Linked DNA regions of Sus scrofa: region 1 is linked to region 2. A link is a contact called in public Hi-C data. All regions are on one chromosome and are shown on one strand. The core of a region is the stretch at or near the end of the contact, and the rest is flanking DNA. Distances in the headings are between cores, read along the strand shown. Region 1 has its middle 110 kb from the start of DRD2. Region 2 holds the start of TTC12 (tetratricopeptide repeat protein 12).

Evidence for each region. Hi-C and Micro-C count contacts between places; a contact is called where the count stands out from the background.
Region 1: a Hi-C map of omental adipose tissue shows a contact between it and region 2, with 1.6 times the contacts expected there. The contact joins the enhancer-like site here to the promoter of TTC12 in region 2. A contact is called at or near these places in 1 of 5 promoter capture datasets (liver), 22 of 47 Hi-C or Micro-C datasets (alveolar macrophages, brain, embryonic fibroblasts and 13 more) and 1 of 2 datasets of contacts at active chromatin or transcription factors (skeletal muscle).

Annotation. Positions count from the first base shown.
Region 1 is chr9:41,188,801-41,194,074 of Sscrofa11.1, reverse strand. No RefSeq gene overlaps it. Among named protein-coding and RNA genes, the nearest start is that of DRD2, 110 kb to the right of the region's middle. Within about 2 kb of position 2,349, at least 5 of the 83 cell types and tissues checked have an H3K27ac peak or open chromatin away from gene starts, as enhancers often do. A contact at or near this core is called in omental adipose tissue, where this site is marked.
Region 2 is chr9:40,986,901-40,992,637 of Sscrofa11.1, reverse strand. TTC12 (tetratricopeptide repeat protein 12) reads right to left here and starts at 3,757. Exons shown (of 22, transcript XM_005667347.2): 1 at 3,692-3,757; 2 at 2,017-2,089. The coding sequence starts at 2,074.

The DNA of each region.
Region 1 (5,274 bases), core at 1,100-3,599, 200 kb before region 2:
TCTTCTCACTCAGCCTCTTTCCCCGGGGACAGGAGGTCAAACAAGGGAGCTCCTACCTGTGCTCCGTGAGAAAGAGCAGCAGCGTGCGCATGAGTTTTTCCTCCACTGAAACACCAACTTCGATTTCCAGGCAGCACAACATTTGTTTTTAGAGGGGAAAAAAGAAACGAAAAGAAAGAAAGAAAAGCCAGCCAGCTCAGAGGTGATGAGGGTGACAGGGCTACAATTATCACCTGCTCCTCAGCACCTCGTGTATTGTGAGAAAGATGCTGACAGCTCTGAACTCTCTTTGTGTGGGGAGCTGAAGCCCCCAACCTCTGCTCAGAACATTTGACACAGACAGACAGCTGTGGGACCGCGTGGGGGTGGGGTGGGGGTGGAGGGGGCTCTTACCTCCTCCCTCTCTCTTTATGATGCGGGAGTGAGCTGAGGAGCCCCCTGCGTGCTTCCATTCTTGGACGGATTTTTAGAATACTCAGCTAGCCTTTGCTTAAGAGCCTCATTAGGGTACCGCACTTTGCAAGAAAGAAAAGGAAAACAATGGATATTAATTTGAGATGAAATGACCTTGTAAAGGGGCAGCATGGAAGAGTGACCTGCAGAGGGCGCCAGAGTAACTTGATGTTAAGTAGCCCGTTCAAGAAGTCCAGTGAAGTAGTGCAGAGAGATAGGGCTTTCCCTCCACAAGAACGCAGCTAAGAAATCTGATTCTGCTTCTTATTTGACGTGTGACCTTAAGCAACTTATTTACCCTCTTAGAGCCTCAGCTTCCTCGTCTGTAAAATGGGAGTAGCTCTATCTACATTGAAGGGTTGTTACAAAGACTAAAAGCACCCTGACTTTATCCATTCATCTGTTGTTAGACACTTACACTGACTGTGTGCCCTGCATGTCGCAAGTATGATCCGATCTTATCCTTACACTCTCTTTCCAAGGCAGGGTGTTCCCCTGGAGGAGCAAACAGGATTGAAGAGGTTTGAAACTAGTTCACCATTCTAGAGCTGGTAAGAAGGCTGTGTGCCAGACAGACTAGGAGAGAAATGGAATCAAAGGCACAGAAACTGCCTGTAGAGAGGCAGAGAGATGGGAACAGTATCAATGGCATCACTGTTAAGAAACTCTGAGTATTCATTGGTTTATTCACTCATCCATACCGTAGCTACTTACCGAGTTCCCGCTGCGGTGCCATGCTCTGTTCTGGGCAACGTCATTACAATGTCGAATAACGCAGACATAGTCTCTGCTCTTGAGGAGCTGTCTTTCTACTGGGGGAAATTTAATTATCATTGAAATAACAGCGAGAAAGCACAAAAACACATCCAGCTTAGTTTTGGAGACCAGAGAACACCGTGTATGAATCAGCTGAAAGACATCCTCGGGGCTCTCAGGGCCGCTCTTTTGTCTCTGGTTGACAGTTTATCTCCTTTTGCCCATGAGCTGAAATCATGGGTTTGTGCCCAGTACCTGGCGCAGGGGTTGTTGGACAAAGGGAGCAGGATCGAGGACCCGCCCTCCAGGAGAAGGGGGCCAGAGCGCAGAATTCCCCTTGGGTCTCTGCGTGGAGGGGGTGGTGCTGAACATGACTTTGTTTTTTTCTAACATCAAAAGCCCTGGACGGCTGGGGTTTCGAGTGCTTTTCAGTGCCAGGTATGCGTGTGAGGAAGCTGCAGACAAAGGCAGCATCAAAGCATGCCCTGGCCTTCCTTTCTGCTCCCTGACAAAGGCCTCGCACACTCAGACACAGCTGCGGCTCTTCCCCGGGGGTCTCTGTTTTATGGCTGTTCTTTGATTTGGGGGCTTTCATTCTCTCACTTGAGCTCGCTTTTTCTGGCAACCGGGGTGCCAGCAAATGACCTTGGCCTATAGGCCGCTGCAATGGCCAGCCAGGGTTGCCAGGGAGACCGTAGTGCTGTTCGAGGAGTCAGGAATGTGGGAGTTTCCATACGGGCCTGTTTCAGTTTTCTTTTCCTGCAGAACAAATCACCCCCAAACTATTATAACCAACAGTGGCTTAAAGGAACAATGACGTTGTTTCTTGCAGTTCTGCGGGTGGACTGGGTTCAGCTGGGAGGGGCTTCTCTACAAGGTGTAGCTGAGATCACTCAAGAAGCTTCATTTGGGAGTTCCCCGATGGCTCAGCAGTTAAGGATTTGGCCTTGTCACTTCTGTGGCTCGGGTTCGATCCCTGACCTGGGAACTTCCATAAGCCATGGGAGCAACTGAAAATAACAAAACAATGTGGGTGGACACCACCCCTAGGAGCACCGTAACACCACAACCTGACTCATCAGGATGCAGCCAACAGACTAGCAGGCTGGCATAAGCCCCAGAGAGCCTAAACCCATCACCAGCAGGTGGACACCAGGTCTGAGGTGTGCTGGACTCCTCAGCCAGCTGCCCCAGGATCCAGCCCTGTGCACTTTCAGACCAGCGCTGGTTTGGGAACACCCCAGAACCTGCAGCCAGCTGTGCCAAGAACTGGGCCCATCTACCTGCAGGCTAACACTAGATCTGGGAACCCTGGACCATAACCATACCCCCCAGAACCTGGCTCTGCCCACCAGGGAGCCAGCACTAGCCCCAGGACCACTTGAGATTCCACAGCCAGCTACCTAGTGATACAGCCCCACCAACCAGTAGCTGGCAGCTTCTGCACAAGGCAGGGCCTCCCAACCAAGGACTGGAGGCCAACCGCGCCCACCAGACTTCTCACAATAGTCAGCCTAACAAAACAGAAGGACCCGTGCAGCCCACATAGGGGGCACCTGTAGAGTATATAGTTCTGATAGCTAGAGCGATGTATGCTTTTGGGATGCATCAGGCATTTCCTACACAAGGCCACTTCTCCAAGGTCAGGACATGTAACCAATCTATCAAATACACTGAAATAACAACTGCAAATTAGGCAAAATGAGGTGAAAGAGGAACATGTTACCAATGAAGGAATAAGACGAAAATCCCAAAAGAAGAACTAAGTGAAGGGAAGATAGACAATTGACCTGATAAAGAGTTCACGATGATGATCACAAAGATGACCAAAGGACCCAGGAGAAGAATCGATGAACAGAGGGAGAAATTAGACGTTTTTAACAAGGAGTTAGAAAATACAAAGAAGAACCAAACCCAGATGAAGAATGCCGTAACTGAAATGAAAAAACACACCAGGAGGAATCAACAGCAGACTGATGGATGCAGAGGAATGGATCAGCAAGCTGAAGAGACAGTAGTGGAAATTGCTGAAGCTGAACAGAAAAAAAGAATAAAAAGAAGTGAGGACAGTTTAAGAGACCTCTGGGACAACATCAAGTTCCTAAAGGAACCAGAAGAAGAAGAACAAACAAAACTCAAAGTTAGTAGAAGGAAAGAAATCACAAAGTTCGGAGCAGAAAGAAATGAAATAGAGACCAAAATACAATAGAAAAGATCAATGCATCTAAGAGTTGGTTCTTTGAAAAGATAAACAAAATTGATTAACTTTTAGCCAGACTCATGAAGATAAAAAGAAAGAGGGCCCAAATCAATAAAATCAGAAATGAAGAAGAATTTACCTCTGACACCCCAGAAATGCAAGGATCATAAGAGATTACTATAAACAATTAGAAAGCATTAAAATGGACAACCATTTTATAGGGAACCACAAAAGATACTGAATAGCTCAATATCCAAAAAACAAACAACTTAATTCAAAAATGGGCAGGGGAATTCCTGTCGTGGTGCAGCGGAAACAAATCTGACTAGTATCCATGAGGTTGCAGGTTTGATCCCTGGCCTTGCCCAGTGGGTTGAGGATCTGGCATTGCTGTGACCTGTGGTATAGGTTGCAGATGCGGCTCGGATCCTGCCTTGCTGCAGCCGTAGCTCAAATTGGACCCCTAGCTTGGGAACCTCCACATGCCTCGAGTGCAACCCTAAAAAACAAAACAAAAAACAAACGAGAAAAGGGGCAGAAGACTTGTATAGACATGTTCCCAAAGAAGACAAAGATAGCCAACAGGCACATGAAAAGATACTCAGCATTACTAGTCATCAGGTAAACAGAAGTCAAAACCTCACTCCTGTCAGAATGGTTGTCATCAAAAAATCTACAAACAACAAATGTTAGTGAAGATGTGGAGAAAAGAGAACCCTAGTGCACTGCTAGTGGGAATGTAAATTGTTGCAACCACTCTGGGAAACAGTTTGGAGTTTCCTCAAATATACTGAACATACAACCACCATGTGATCCAGAAATTCCACTCTTGGGTAAAAATCCGAAGCCAGGAGTTCCCTGGTGGCCTGGTGGTTAAGGATGTGGTGTTTTCACTGCTGTGACTTGGGTTCAATTCACTGGCCCAGGAACTTCCACATGCCACATGCCATGGGTGTGGCCATAAAATTGTATATAATCTCTTTTTTCAGTAGTAATAATTAAAAACAGTTATCGTGACAAGTTTTTCAGTGTTTCCTTTGTGGATTTTGAGATTTGTGTCACATTTAGGTCATTTATACTCTGAGGTGATAAAACAATGTTCTCCACGTTTTCTCGGTCTCTTCACAGGCCGGATCACAATGCTCTCAGTTTTGAAGTTTTTCGTATATTCACACATGCAGTGCTGCCCACTGCAATGTTTGCATACTACTCTGGCTTTTTGTTCATTGTACTTCAAAAGAGCTGGGTAGTACTTTTTTACATTAATTGTGTTAATAGACTGCAGAGAACTTGCATCTTTTTATTGTTGAATGTAGTAAGGTCATAGTGTGCCTTTCAATTTGTTCAAGTCTTCTTTTGCGTTCTCAGTGTTCTCTTCATATCAATCGTGCACATTTACCATTAGTTTTTATTGCTCAGTATGCCGTCTTGATTTGTATGTGTATTTTTTGCTGTTGCAAATGGAGTCTTGTCTTCTGTCATGCCTTCAAATTGTCACCTATTGTTAGCTTACATGAAGCTCTGAGGTTCTATGTACTAGTTTTGTATAACCAACCAATGGAGTGAAATCTCTCACTGCTTCTAATAGCTTATTTGGTGCTGTTTTTCTCCTTATTTGGTTTTGGGGGTTTCTCAAATGCAAATAGTGATATTTTACTGCTTCCTTTCCAATGTTTATAACTTTAATTTCTTTCTATGTCTAAATGCATTGGCCAGTATTTCTAGAACAGTTTAATCTCAGAGGTGAACATTTTTTTCTGCATTCATACTGTTAATGGAAATGCTTCAGATGTTTCCTTATTAAATGCTGTAGTTCAGAGAGATGTATTTTATCACATTGAGGAAGTATTTATTAAAACCTCTTT
Region 2 (5,737 bases), core at 2,508-5,007:
AGCCCCCCAGGCTGTGGTAATTTGTGACAGCAGCGTAGACAGACAATACAACTTCCTAAACTGACTTAGATTCTCTTGCACGTTACAAGTCTCTTTGTAGCATACATCACACATGAAATTACTTGTTTATTAACTGCTTTCCCCTCTGGAATGTAGCTATCATGAGAAAGGTAATACTTTTTTTACCATTACTGTACTCTCCAGTACCCAGCAACACTCATACATAGTGAGAGCCCTAGAAATGAATGTATAGAAGCTACACATATGTGGCTACATAACTTTAAATTACTTACAAATGAAATAATAGAGACTTCACTCCTTGAGTAGCCCTAGACATATTCTAAACCCTCAGGAGCCACATGCAGCCACTGGTTACCACAGTGGATGGTGCAGATTCTATCATCACAGAAAGTTCTACTGGACAGGAATGAAATAAATGATGTGCGATTGAACTTGGACTATGAATGAATGTTAGCCACATAAAGAACGACGGGGAGGCAGAGGAAGGCCAGATGCAACAGGCAGAGTATGAACTGCCAGGCTGTATGGGCAGACCTGGAAGCAGCTTGTAGCTCAAGTGTGGGGTAGGGAGACGTGAGAGGTAAGGGCAAGGTCATGGGAGGACGCAGGTCCTGATGAGAGCTTCAAGTTTATTGTGACTGCGAGAGAATCCAAGCAGAGAAGTGTCTGGGTCAGATTTGCATATTAGATACATTACCCTGTGGGGAGTGTAAGCCTGGGGGCAGGAAAAACAATCAAGGGGTTGTTGAAATAGTCTGGACCAGAGAACCAAACAAAGGGAGGCTGGGGAGGATGGAGCTGGAGAAAGAAGGCAGACTTGAGGGCTGATTAAATGCAGGGCCGAGAGATGGGGGGAGGCCAATGTGACTTGTAAATAGGAGGATGGTAGTTCCACCCAGTGAGACTAGAATGAAGGGGAGAGTGGGAGAAGCAGGTTTTACTGGGGAGGGGGAAGCAAAGAGGATCAGCTAAATTCTGAACACATTAAGGTCGCGAGGTTTGATGGATACGATGGATATGAGAACAGGCATAGAGGCTGAGGTTCAAAAAAGAAGGCTGGTGGCAGTTGAGATGGGGGCTCATCAGCAAGGGTGGGAATTAAAACCATGCATTTGGGCGAGACCACCTGAAGAGAAAGGTGAGCGGTGGGCCTGGCCAGGCCAGCATTTGAGGATGCGCAGAGGAGAGGCCATCAATCACAAACCCAAAGAGCACACCCAGGCGGTATCATCTATGAAGCAGACTAACTATTTTTTACAATTATTTTATCTTTGGACCCATACAGCCTGCTAGAAGCAGCAATTGCAATATATTTCTATTTGATATGGAAGGTTTGTTTCACTGTTGGGTTTTCCAGTTTCGATCCTCAGATAAGCTCCCAGAAGTTAGAACAGGGACTGAGGGCTTTGGAAGCTCCTGTATGTGATCTGTGGGATCAGAGCAAATCCTTTGAGATCCCACATGTATGAGCTGGGGAAGCACCTTCCTGCCTAGAGGAAGAGAGACAGGAGTGTGGCAACCAGGAGCCATCCATGTAAGGTGACAGACCTTGAGGGAAAGCCATTTGATTTTGCTTCTGCAGCTCAAAACCAGGAAAGCCTCTACCCTAAAACAAGAGGGATTCCAGACTGATCAATGGGGGGTCCTATGTGATCTCCTGAAGGGAACAGCTAGGCTCACTGGTGAAGGGGAAAAAGTAGCTTCTGTTGACCTGATTGTTCACGAAGGGGAAAAATTCAGAGAACTGTCAGCCTGAATTCCTATCAGAATGTTAGCAGCTTCTCTGATACCAATTAACAGCCAGAAAATATCACCCCCAGGCTCCACTATTACTTGCTTCCCAATACCCCTTCTGTTTAATCTCAATTACATTTTTTCTTAAGCGTCATAAACCTGTCAGGCAACCCAGGAACCAACTTAGAGTAATCATTTCCCTTTAGTCACTCCACCTCCCTCAAGTAAAATTTAACTTACTGATGTTTTACTGGTACTTACTGATTTCATCCACATTTTTAAGAAATTTCTGCAAGTCTTTCTCTTGATAGTCAGCCATTGCGAACCAGAATCCCTGAGGGAAGCAGCAAAAATGATGAAAATTAATAATAATAAAACACTAAACAGAATTTGTCAGGCTTATTAGGCTTCTAAAGCTAAGAGCCAAGTGATTATTTCAAAGACAAATTTGTGTTTACAAAAGTCATGAGTAACAAGCAGGGTGATCTATTTCACTCCCGCTACCATTACGCCAAGGGACATCTGTTATTTGTGGCGATCCTTCCAGAAAGCTGCCAGCCTCCCTCCAATGGGAAAACTGCCCTGCGAAATGTTCTTACAAAGCCAACATAAACTTCTGTGATTCAGGGACCTGGCATGATAGGGACCAGGAGGAGAGCAGCTGACAGGCCACCAGGGATGGAGGATGCTAATTTTTGACTTTGACTGTGACAGCCCGGCCCAGCCAGGAGCTTGGACCTGGCTATGTGACAAGTAACCTGAAATGGGACAATCTGCATCTAAATGTCCAAACTTGTTTAAAATATAAGCCTCTGGCTTGTGCATGAGGAGCGAAGAAAAGCTACAAATTGGCTGAAGGGGTTAGAATTTGACAGCACTGTATGCCCGCGTCTCCTCTCCAGGTACTTTAGATGTATTACCTCTCAGCTGTTTTTGAATGAAAAGGTCTCCAGTGGGTCCCAAAGGTCCACCTGCGGACCATAAATATCATCCAAAACTTGAGTATAGAGATTTCTCAGCCTTAGCCCACAGTTCCTCAGCTACACACAGGAACCTACAGTTTGAAACACTCTCCAGGTCATTCTGCTTTACAGCCAGCTGTATTTAAAGGCAGTGGAGTCCTCTAAGGCACCTATAACCAGAAATTCAAAATCTGCCAGGAACAACTTGTGAGTTAATTGATCTCTTTGAGATTCCACCAGTTACAAGCTGTGCTACCTCAGCTAGAGTCACCACCTCTCTGAGCCTCAGAGAGAGGCCCCCTTCATTCTATGGAATCACTAATACAAAAGAGCACTATCTGGGGATTAACGTAATGCTGCAGTTTTGTGATGAGGGGTTGCTGCGGGTCACCCTTACCCATAAAAGAGGACTGGGGGCCTGCGGCTTAACTAAAAGATCCCGAGGTTTCTTTCCAGCTCCAGCTACTTAGGCTCTTGTGGAACTGAGGCCTAGTCAAATGAGTCAACTTGCCCAAGTTGAGGGAGGGCAGAAGGCAGGCTCTGAATTCCTGCGGGTAGGCGCCAAGCCCTCTGCTCCCAGGGCAGGCCTAAGGGTGCGCCCTGAGACTGGGCAGCGAACCCGCGAAGGGTCAGGAAACGAACCCACGAAGGGTCAGGAAGGCCAGGCACGGCGAGGCTCACGGCGGCGGGCGCGGCGTATATCCTGGGACAGGAGCCTGTGGCCCGCGGGGACTGTGCTGCAGCCAGGAGACCGCTCACCCCGGAAGCCCCTCCCCACCCTGCGCAGAGGGGAGGGGCCGACGGCACCGTTGCCCAGCAACCGCTCCGGAGCGTCCACTGGCCGGGTACCGCCAGGGAAGTCACAGCCCGCAGCCGATAAAGTCCCATACGCTGGGCCCAAACCAGCGTCCTCTGCTTGGCTCCGATGGCCAGATCAGGGCAGGGCAGACCCCAGGCCACCCCACTGCACTGACCTGACGCGCCCAGGGCTAGACAGGAAATGGCGGCCGTGGACGGGAGGCGACTGACCTAGGCTGGGGTGGGGCGGGGCCAGGGGCCAGGGTGTGGGCGTGGCTCCGCGCTGAGCGGCACCACGGGTCCTCCGGTTCCAGAATGCTTGGCCAAGCGCCAAATTCAAGGCGGAGCTGGGGCCAGGGATGCCTGAGGTGGACCTGGGAAGGAGGGGAGCAAAAGAAGCCCAAGTGTCCTGCGCTGATCCCTAAATCAGCTCCAGGTTTTTGCCTCTTTTTCTTTTGGGACTGGGTGTGGCATGTCCATTAGCTTAATATCCCTGGACCAAAAAGGCAGAAGGTCTCCAACGTACTTGGAAGAGGCAGGCTTTGGGTGTGAATTGGAATTTGCCTATTGGTATAGAAGACCTTCAGAGAGTTAGGTGACCTCTCTGATCTTCAGTTTTCTCCTCTAGAAAATGGAGAAATGCCACTTTCTCATAAGATTTTTGGTTAAAGTGCTGGGCTCCCAGTCATTAGGAATGAGTGGTGGTTATCATCCAGGGAATCCTAGGATTTAGAGCAGAATGAGATGATGAACACATTCGCACGTAGGGAGAGAGAGAGAGACTGTTTTACTATAAGAATTTGGCTCCCATGATAATGGAGGCTGAGAAGGGCACCATCTGCACTTAGCAAGCTGGAGACCCAAGGGGTCCATAGTGTCAGTTCCAACCGTCCAAGTTGAAGGGCTCGAGAACCAGGGGATCTGATGGTGGCATCAGTTCCGGTCCAAGTCTGAGTCCAAAGGCAGGAGGAGACCAAAGTCTCAGCCAAATACCGTCTGGCAGAGAGAAGGAATTCTCTCCAGGCCTTCAACTGATTGGATGAGGCCCACCCACATGGGGGAGAGAAATCTGTTTTACCCAGGCTACTGATTCAGATGTTAATCTCATTCAGAAACATCCCCACAGGCAAACCCTGAATAATGTTTTCACCAAATATCTGAGCACCCTGTGGCCCAGACAAGTTGACCCATAAAATTATCACAAGGTAACTACCAAAGAGCTTATCACCCAGGGGGTATTAAAGCTCAATCAGCAAACAATCACTTAAATTGTCCCTGTGAGAAGTGCTAAGAGAAGTAAAGGGGGTATGGAATTCCCGTTGTGGCTCAGCAGAAGAACCTGACCAATATCCATGAGGATGCCGTTTCAATCCCTGGCCTCGTTCAGTGGGTTAAGAATCCAGCGTTGCTGCAAGTTGCGTGTAGGTCGCAGATGCAGCTCAGATCCGGTGTTGCCTTGGCTGTGGCCTGGGCTGGCAGCTGAAGCTCTGATTCAACCCCTAGCCTGGGAACTTCCATATGCCGCAGGTGCAGCCCCCACCCCCAGCCGCAAAAAAGGTGAAAAACAAATGTAGCAAAGGGTACTGGGAAAGCTTGGGCTCCAACCTTGGAGATTTTCCCGAGGGCATGATGTTTAAGCTGAGCTTGAAGGGGTGAGTGACATTTACCAGCTGGACAGGGGGAAAAGGGCCAGCATGAGCAGTAGGGGGACACCTGACACGGCTGAGGAACCAGCAGGAGGCCAAGCGTGGCTGTGGCCTAGAGAGCGAAAAGTAAGTGGCGCAAGAGGAAGCTGGGCCCAGATCACACGGGGCCTTTGAAAGCTTCTGAGTCTTCCTCGTAAGTGCCAGGGGCAGCGTTTGAGGGGTTGACATGCTCGGATTTTTCTTATTAGAAAACCATTCTGTCTGTGATGTGGAGGATGAGCTGGAAGGAGGCCAGAGGGACACAGAGAGGCGAGTTAGAGGCTGTTAACAGCATGCATTGGTAGAGGGAAGAGAGAGGATTCGATGAATTTGAGATGTACTTTGGAGGGAGACTTGCCAGCAGGGAAATATTAGCAGTGATACTAGGTTTCTAGCTTGAGCCAGAATAGGGCTCTCCATCGCCTGAGATGAAGATTGGAGGAGAATCAGTTGTAGCAAAGGTAATGAGTTCAGATTTATAATCAGTTGAATAGACCTATGAGTTATTCAAATGTAGATGTTGAATAAATTAATTGT